Linked DNA regions of Zea mays: all the other regions are linked to region 1. A link is a contact called in public Hi-C data. All regions are on one chromosome and are shown on one strand. The core of a region is the stretch at or near the end of the contact, and the rest is flanking DNA. Distances in the headings are between cores, read along the strand shown. Region 1 holds the start of LOC542105 (GCK-like kinase MIK). Region 2 overlaps LOC100193955. Region 3 holds the start of LOC100383525 (putative DUF869 domain containing family protein).

Region 1 (2,802 bases), core at 176-2,675:
GATGCTCGAAACTTTGTAATGGTATTTAGATTGATATACTTGATGTTTGTATAATGTATTATTTTGATAGATGTTTAATTTTTATGGGTACGGGTGACACGACAGGTGACCCATACCCACATGGGTATGGGTATGGGAGTAAATCCATACCCACCAGCGGATATGGGTGACTCGACGGGGTTATTTTTTTGTTGCGGGTATGGGTATGGGATAGTAATATATTTACCCATTGTCATCTCTAATAATATAGGAAGACCTTAACCGACTCTGATTAAAGATAGGATAGAATCAGATTGATAGCAGAGTTAGAATTAGAGTCGGTTAAAGAGGTGTTTGGTTCCCCTGACTAAAGTTTAGTTCGTATCACATCGGATATTTGAATGCCAATTACGAATATTAAATATAGTTTAATTACAAAACTAATTATGCAGATAAAGACTAAACTGTGAGACAAATTTATTAAGCATAATTAATTCATGATTAGCAAATGTTTATTGTAGCATCACATAGGTAAATCATGGACTAATTAGGCTTCATAAGTTCGTCTTATCGTTTAGTCCCCATCTGTGTAATTAGTTTTGTAGCTAGAATACATTTAGTACTTTAACTAAATCTAAACAACCGATGTGACAGGACTAAAATTCAGTCACCTGGATCCAAACATCCCACCCCCTAAGGTAGTTGTACCCGAGTTGAACTCTCTGTCATGTTGTAATCCTGATATTCTGCCCTATACATACTCAGATCCTCTCGGCCTAATAGGTTTTTTTGCAATGTCAACTTCTATGTGCATTATATGTTAAGTAAAAACAGGTATTTTGGGAAATGATACAAGTACATAGCAGAACTTTTCATTTCACGTACTGATGATTGTTTCTAGTCCAAAGGGAAGACCCTTTTACATAGAAGTAGCATATGAAAGTTGTCTGGGTTGTGAATTACAAAAAAAAAATCCCCGATTGACACGCTGACACAGCTTGTTCCCAACGCCCAAATCCCACACTGAGCAAACAAACTGCGTCATTTCCCTTTAGATCCCGATGAACTCCACCAATGGCACGGAACTAACTCGGACATGCAGATGGATAGCATCACAGACGCTACCAAGCTGGCCGCTCGATCAACTATCTACCAACACTCGACGCACGAATTACCCGCTGGACCCAGCCCCAGCGCCCGAATCCGCAATGCCGCTCGACCCGAAGCTAAATTAACGGCTAAATCAAGCGTGGCCGCCGCCTGCCGTGCATGAGCTCAAAATCCGCGCGAAGGCAACGAGAGGGAAAGGAAATTTAGGGACTGCCGAACGGGAGTGGGGGCGTCATCCGTACCCTTTATAGACGTCGCCGAAGGAACCGCAGCCGATGAGGTCGCGGCTGCTGAACCGCGCCTCGATGGCGGCCGCCATCGATGCCGAGTCCGACATCCTTCGTTACCCCTAGATCCGGCCGCGGCCGCCGCCGTGCTAGGATATTAGAGATCAGGAATCGTTGCTGCGTTCGCTCGCCGTCTTCCTCCCGCCTCTAGGGTTTGGATTAGGGCGGCGTTCGTCTCGCGCTACACGCTGCTTCCGGTACCGCTCATTTCGAGAGGTCGCGAGATTTGTCGTTGGTCCCTGGTTCGTGTCTGTTCGGCCGGGAGGTGGAGATGGTGGGGCCGCGTCGGAGGGGCTGGAGATGGGGGTAGGGAGGTCAGGACTCGTGTTTGAATGCTAGTAGATAGGGTATGTTTGGTTCGAGAACCTGGTTGTGGACAATTTAAGTATCGTATAGATTATGTGGAGAAAAAGATAGAAAGTTTCATAGTCTTTATGATCTAGAAAAAAAGTGGATTCCTTCTATTATGACTACTCGATCAATTGTGTATTCGCACTGATTTTGAACGGTTTTCACCAAATGTTTCGGTGACAATTAATGAGCAAGAAAGGATGAAAGTGATTCCTTATGCTTCGGCTATAGGTTCCATCATGTATGCAGTGCTATATACACACTCAGATGTCTTGTATGTTGTAAGTGGTACGAGCAGGTATCAATCAAACTATGATGAAGCTCACTCTACAGCTATAAAGAACATCCTTGAGTATTTAAGAACTAAGGATGTGTTCTTAGTGTTTGGTGGTGAGAAAAAACTCATTGTAACTGATTACACTGATACTAGCTTCTATATAGACGTAGATGATTCTAGATCGCAATCCGGTTTTGTTTTCTGTGTCAATGGTGGAACGGTGAGTTGGAGGAGTTACAAACAAGATACAGTAGTAGATTCGACGCGGAAGCTGAGTATATTGCAGCTTTAGAAGCTGCAAAAGAGGTTGTTTGGATCAGAAAATTTGTTTTTTATTGGGTGTTGTTCATAGTGCGCCCAGCTCAGTGGATCTCTATTGTGATAATAGTGGAACCATTGCACGGGCTAACGAGCCTAGATCACACCAAAAGACCAAACATATATTAAGTCGATGTCACCTCATTCGCGAGATCACTGGACGAGGTGATATAAATATTTGCAATGTGGATTAAATGTTGCAGATCCATTGACGAAACCTCTTTCATAAGTAAATTGTGAGGCACACATAAGATCAATGGGTATAAGGTGCTTACATCAGTTATTTTAGTGTGAATGTGTGAGAGGCTTATGTCATGACTATGTCTATGTACTATTGAATAAAGTATTGTTTAATAACTAACATTTAGATCGATTATCAAGTATGTGACTTGTTCGTAAAACTCTTTGTTGATTATGGTGTTATTCTACATAATCCATATTCCATATCGTTGTATGAAATAATGAGTATGCACAGAGTAG
Region 2 (2,802 bases), core at 113-2,612, 420 kb after region 1:
AGTACTATGTACGCACAGATACAGGAATAGTGATAAGATACGAAAATGCAGAGGCACATAAAGCACGCGCTAGCTGCATGCGAGTTGCGACGCAGGGAAAGATACAAAGGAGGCAGCCGCAGCGAAAAGACTGCGGCCGCGACGCGTTGTAAAAGATGGCTTCGTTTTACTGCGGCGCGCGACGGGCGAAAGCGTATGGCGTATAACTATATGGTGATCGGGTGTGCACGGCGTGGTGCATGCAAACCCTCGCGGGGGCACGTACGGCGGAATAATTGGAGCTCTGAATTTGATGTGTGACTAGACGCATGGTACCAGCCCTGATCTGGCCGTGTCAGCCCTGGCCGGGGGGTCGGGTCTCGGTGCGCGGTACCGCCGGACCGCCCAGCCACACCGCGGGACGGCGGGAGCAACTAGTGTTACAAATCCACCGGCCGGCCGGGGCCGGGGCTTCGAATTCATGTCTCTGTGCACGCACACCGCATGCATATACTAGTCCTGCTTTAAAAAAATGGATTCCCCCACCCTAGCTATCTCCTGCGCACTGTGCAAGCTTCCACTCATTTTGTTCTGGGTTACCGCGCCGTCCCTATGGGCTATGGGTGGTGTTGTGTTGGTGGGCAGAGCGAGCCGCACCGCATGCATCACGTACAGCGGCTGGTGGCCTGGCTGCCTAGCCAATCGAGGGCCGAGACCACCATGTATGTGCCTCTCTGGCCGTCTGGCACATAGCTGCCGGCCGGCCGGTGCAGCTAACCGCGGCACGGCATCGATGCTGCCAAAACCCGGCCGGTAAGATCCGTCCCCGGGGGCCACGTTTTACTGCGCACCCACCACGACTACACGTACTACGGTCGTGGGCCTGCCGCGGTTTTTTCCTGCCGCGAATGATGGATGGGGGTGGGAGACACGGCCCGGCCGGTCCCCGGCTCAGAAGATGGTCGCAGCAGCTTCCACCTGGGCCCCCCGCTGCCCCGTCCCGGCATGCATGCGCACCGCCGACCCCTGCTTGCCTGCCTGCTCGGCCTCAGGCAGCCACAGCAGCGCCTGTCTCTCTCGGCGCTCTACTCTTCCTTTCCTTCGTTCATCGCGCGTTGGCGCCAGCAGGCGCAAATCCCCAATCCAAAAAAAACAAACACGGTGAAATTTCAACCCCACCTATCGCAACTCCATGTGTGTTTATGCGGGCATATACAGACACACAACAGCTGAACAACATCAGAACTGATCTATCATGCCTTCAGTAGTGTTCTGTTTATTAGGAAAACACCAAAGCACGTCTTCTTGCGTGGAACAAGCGTACTGATTCCTTGGGCTACGTGCGCCGCCCCACATGCTCCTCCCCTTCCCGTCTCCACTCCACTCAACTCACCAGTGGCGTGGTGGGGCCAGGGTACGTGTCACGCACCAATACACCGCAAGCAACGTGTTGGGCCACTGTCTCGATGGCTCCATCAGACAGACAATCACACTCCACTCATACATACTGTACAGGCGAGAGGGAGAGAGAGATCCTATCATCAGTCATCCTAATCGCCGGTCCGTCACTCTTGATTTGCGGTCCAAGACGCCCACGGTGACTAAACAAGGGACAGCATCATCAATTACCGGGCGATGAAATGGGGCGCGCAGGCGCAGACATGCCGTCCCTGGCAGCCGACATGTCAATCCCCCCGGCGCCTTGACGCAGATCGATCACTCATCGCTCGCCGGCCCGCCCACTAGAAGCGGTCGCGCTCAGGCCTTCAGGTCTCGCAATTCCCGGAGATTCTCGGGGACACTAGCGCCTCACCCTGCCACCCATCCATCCATCCACCCCGCAGCCCGGCGATTGCGATGTGATCCGGTGCTTCTGCTGCGCCTGCGCGGCAGCAGCGCACCGCACGTATCGACACGCACGATCGACAGTAGATTAGGTACGAGAGCGAGACAGAAGAACATGCCTCCCCATTCTTTCACCCACTAGTGCATGTAGTGTAGTATATATACTACGTGGTACCAGCAGGAGGACAAGTATAAGTCAGCCACGCCAAAGTACTAGCAGGACCAGTCTGCGGTATGCATGCACAGCTCAGAACGCCGATCTCGAATCCTGATAGGCGCAGCTGGGCAATCAATATCAGTGTCTGTTCCCGCCTCTCAGCACAAGCAGCCAAGCAGAAACCACCAGGCACATCAGGGTAGGATGAATATGTGTGAGCAGCAGCAGGCTTGTTACCTTGCTTCACACACAACGGGGTTTCCTTGTTATGTATATGATATGATCATACTTGGGTTCAGTTTTCACAACCTTTCGGTAAAACACCAGATCGGTTAGTGTTGCCTCTATCAAAGGAAAATCATCTTCAGACATCTCTCTCTCTCGCTTGCATCTCACCATCTACTGCCGCGAGTTAGTAATCATCTTGAAATAGAAAAAGAAAAGGTAGCTAGGCAACCCTAAACCATGTATTGCATCCCCACCTGCATCAGCCTCGTGTGGGGTATGCTCAGTGTCGCGATGCCCCTCCTGCAGTTCCTCCTCAGGAAAGCATAGAAATAGTTGATCACCAGCTTCTTGACGAAGAACGACTCTTTCCGGGCCCTGATGTCTCCGTGCCCAAGAAGGTACACCACGCCCGACTCCTTGGCCTTGTGGATGAAAGATAGCTCGTTGTCCATGCTTGATCCCTCCTCCAACGACATGCTTGATCCCAGGGCTGAGTTGTCAGCACCGCCTGACTCGTCAATAACTCTTGATGATGAAGAAGCAATCTCCTCTTCAGAGTCTTTGTCGTCATTATGGTCGCTCTCCAGGGAGCG
Region 3 (2,802 bases), core at 157-2,656, 340 kb before region 1:
GTCATTGCCTGAATGAATGAATGAAACCCTGAATTTCTACACGTTTGATGATACAATAAAATTGAGCTTTTGCACTCTCCATCCGTTCCCCGTTCTATTGTTACTTGAGTTACATTTTCATTAGGTTGCTAATTTTGCACTCTAAAATAAAAAAATTTGGTTTGTATTATGTGGCAAGCTATTTTTTATAGTACCATAGCAGAATTAATTCATCTATATTACAATTTTAATTGAAGACATGATTGCTTTTCAAAGTTTGGAACGAGCTTTTTAACCGCAACAACTTAAATATATGCTATTGGAGCTGGAATTACCGTGGCTGCTGGCACCAGACTTGCCCTCCAATGGATTCTCGTTAAGGGATTTAGATTGTACTTATTCTAATTACCAGACACTAACGCGCCCGGTATTGTTATTTATTGTCACTACCTCCCCGTGTCAGGATTGAGTTTTGGTATAACTGGAATGGGATTTCTTCGACCGCGCAGGTGGACACCGTGGTTGTGGAAGGCAACATACTGCTTTACATGTAGGAGTCCAGTGTATGGTACTCGGCTCGGCGTCCTTCAGCCGGTTCCGAAGGTGAGTTTTGGTTTTTCATTTATGGAAGAAATTCTGCATTTTTTGCTCAATCGATCTCTACATTAACGTGTATTCTATCGTACCAAATATCCTCGGTGTAAATGCATTATGTAATAAGTGTGGTAAGTATTAAACAACTTTATTTTTTAGACCTTTCCCTATATATATAAAATAACTTAAATATCAACTACTATTTATATATTATAATAAAGCGCGCCCGAGGGCGCGCGTCAAGCTACTAGTATCAATTAGGAGTATAAAATATAGACTTAATTAAGTTTAATAAATTCGTCTCATCTTTTAGTCGTTATCTATGTAATTAATTTTATAATCAGACTTTATTTAATATCCATAATTATTATTCAAATATTCGATGTGATATAAACTAAAATTTAGCTTGTATAACCAAACACCGAAAACTTACTTAAATTTCCTTCGAGATTCTCGAAGATCGATTAAAAACTAAGCTAATTTACCTCTCAAACTAGCTCTAAAAAACATCATATGGAACATCTCAGCATTTTTCTGTTTTTTTTCTTCGCACAGATGCACGTACACACGTGTGCGTTTTGAAAAGGAAGAAACCAAACGTTATGGTCACCGTGCAAACTTACTGCAGCACTCTCACACACACGGCCAGCGCCGTGTACGTGTACGTCGGCGTCGCGGCGACCACGATCCACGAAGCCTCCATTTCTGATTCTGAAACGCCCACGGCTTCGGCGCCTCTGTCGCCCTGTCTGTCTGTCTGTCTGTCTGCCTGTCCGTGCTGACGGACGGTTTTAAAAGGGCCGGTGCGGCGTAAAGGATTCTCGGGTCGGCGAGCAACCGCAGCGGAGACATGCCCCGTTGCACAGGGGCTGGGGTTGTGCCGCGCCGAGGAGGAGCCGGGAGGCGGTGACGAACGCAACGGAAGCCGCGGGCGGCGGGTCTTGTTGGCAGAGGGCGACCGCGTGGTTCCGGGGTCTTGTTGGGCGGCGGATCGTGTGGGATTGAGGTGAGTTGGAACTTCCCATCCCGTTTCTTTCATGGAGGACTTGTCCTGCTGCTACTCGGCGCTCTCTCTTCTCGCCGACTCTACTCTGCTCGCGCTTCTTTTTATCGGCGGTGTGCCGTGTGCGCGAGCGGTGCCGCGGTGGGGGTACAGTGGCGCCCGAATTGTGCGCGGTTTCTTGGTGAGTTTTTGCTTTCTTTCCTGCGGACCCAAGCGAAGTGATTCGGCTTCTTCTTCTTCTCCTCTCGGTTCCGATCGACGACGGGTACGGTTTCTACGAAGGGGCGCACACGCGTGATTCGTGAGCATGAGGATCGGCCTGCGATTGAATTGGGGGCGTTTAAGTTTGAAGACAAAATTGTGGAAGTCCGTCCGTGGATACTGACGGTTGGTTATGTGTTGGTTTCAGCGAAGATCGTCGTCAACTTTCGGCGCTCGCTGGGGGCGCAGGGCGGGGAGGAAAGCAGATAGGGCACGGAAGGATCGGCATTGAGGCAGGCGTCCGGAGATGGACCGTCGGAGCTGGCTGTGGCGGCGCAAGTCGACGGACAAGAGCCCCGCAGAGACGGAGACCTCGGCGTCCTCGGCGTCCGAGAGGATCACTGATGAACAGGTGCACAGTTTTTGCCTCCTCGCCTCTCTTCTCACCCTACGAAAGTATAAGTCCTGCATTTCTATGCAATGACATGCTCAGGTTTAGATGGAATCCACTTCTCCGTGTTTCCGGCGCCGGCGATTGCGCCGGCGCCGTTTAGTCGGATGCTGACGAATTCAGGACAGACAACAGTAGCAGCAGTCTTGGCATTGAAGAATACCATATCCCCAGACAGTAGGAGTGAACCGCAAGCAAGCATTGCAGTGCGTTCATTTGACTTTCCCAGTCCTGGCTGCAACTGCAGTCCTTCAGGTCATGTAGCATGTGAGGTTTCATTCAGCCAGTGCCACAGACCTGTACTCCGGTAGTCTATCAGACTATCACCAAGTCGCAACACAAAAAAGGCCTCCAAAAATGCAAAGCCCCAGAAGCACTAGAGTGGGATTGCCGACCGACGAGACGAGACAGATTCCTCGCTGTTCATGGCACTGAATTCGGATGCTGTGGCAGTATAGGGACCCCTGTATTGTACTGTGCCTTCAGATGCTTAACTTCTTGCCTGCCAAAAAAAAACAGGATAGTCGCGCGAAATACGGGGTTGGCCGTAGACCTCCTAACAGCAAATCAATCA

What was found. Hi-C and Micro-C count contacts between places; a contact is called where the count stands out from the background.
Region 2: a contact with region 1 is called in a Hi-C map of tassel, with 3 times the contacts expected there. The contact joins the enhancer-like site here to the promoter of LOC542105 in region 1. A contact is called at or near these places in 2 of 25 Hi-C or Micro-C datasets (ear and tassel).
Region 3: a Hi-C map of leaf shows a contact between it and region 1, with 5 times the contacts expected there. The contact joins the promoter of LOC100383525 here to the promoter of LOC542105 in region 1. A contact is called at or near these places in 3 of 25 Hi-C or Micro-C datasets (endosperm, leaf and tassel).

The regions. Positions count from the first base shown.
Region 1 is chr7:160,764,560-160,767,361 of Zm-B73-REFERENCE-NAM-5.0, forward strand. It overlaps LOC542105 (GCK-like kinase MIK), which reads right to left and starts at 1,426. Exons shown (of 20, transcript NM_001111738.1): 1 at 1,332-1,426. The coding sequence starts at 1,426.
Region 2 is chr7:161,180,214-161,183,015 of Zm-B73-REFERENCE-NAM-5.0, forward strand. It overlaps LOC100193955, which reads right to left. Exons shown (of 10, transcript NM_001359359.1): 10 at 2,226-2,802. The coding sequence ends at 2,440. Among protein-coding and RNA genes, the nearest start is that of LOC100193955, 9.6 kb to the right of the region's middle. Within about 2 kb of position 1,363, at least 20 of the 20 cell types and tissues checked have an H3K27ac peak or open chromatin away from gene starts, as enhancers often do. A contact at or near this core is called in ear and tassel, where this site is marked.
Region 3 is chr7:160,429,001-160,431,802 of Zm-B73-REFERENCE-NAM-5.0, forward strand. It overlaps LOC100383525 (putative DUF869 domain containing family protein), which reads left to right and starts at 1,407. Exons shown (of 5, transcript NM_001176173.1): 1 at 1,407-1,579; 2 at 1,986-2,189. The coding sequence starts at 2,085.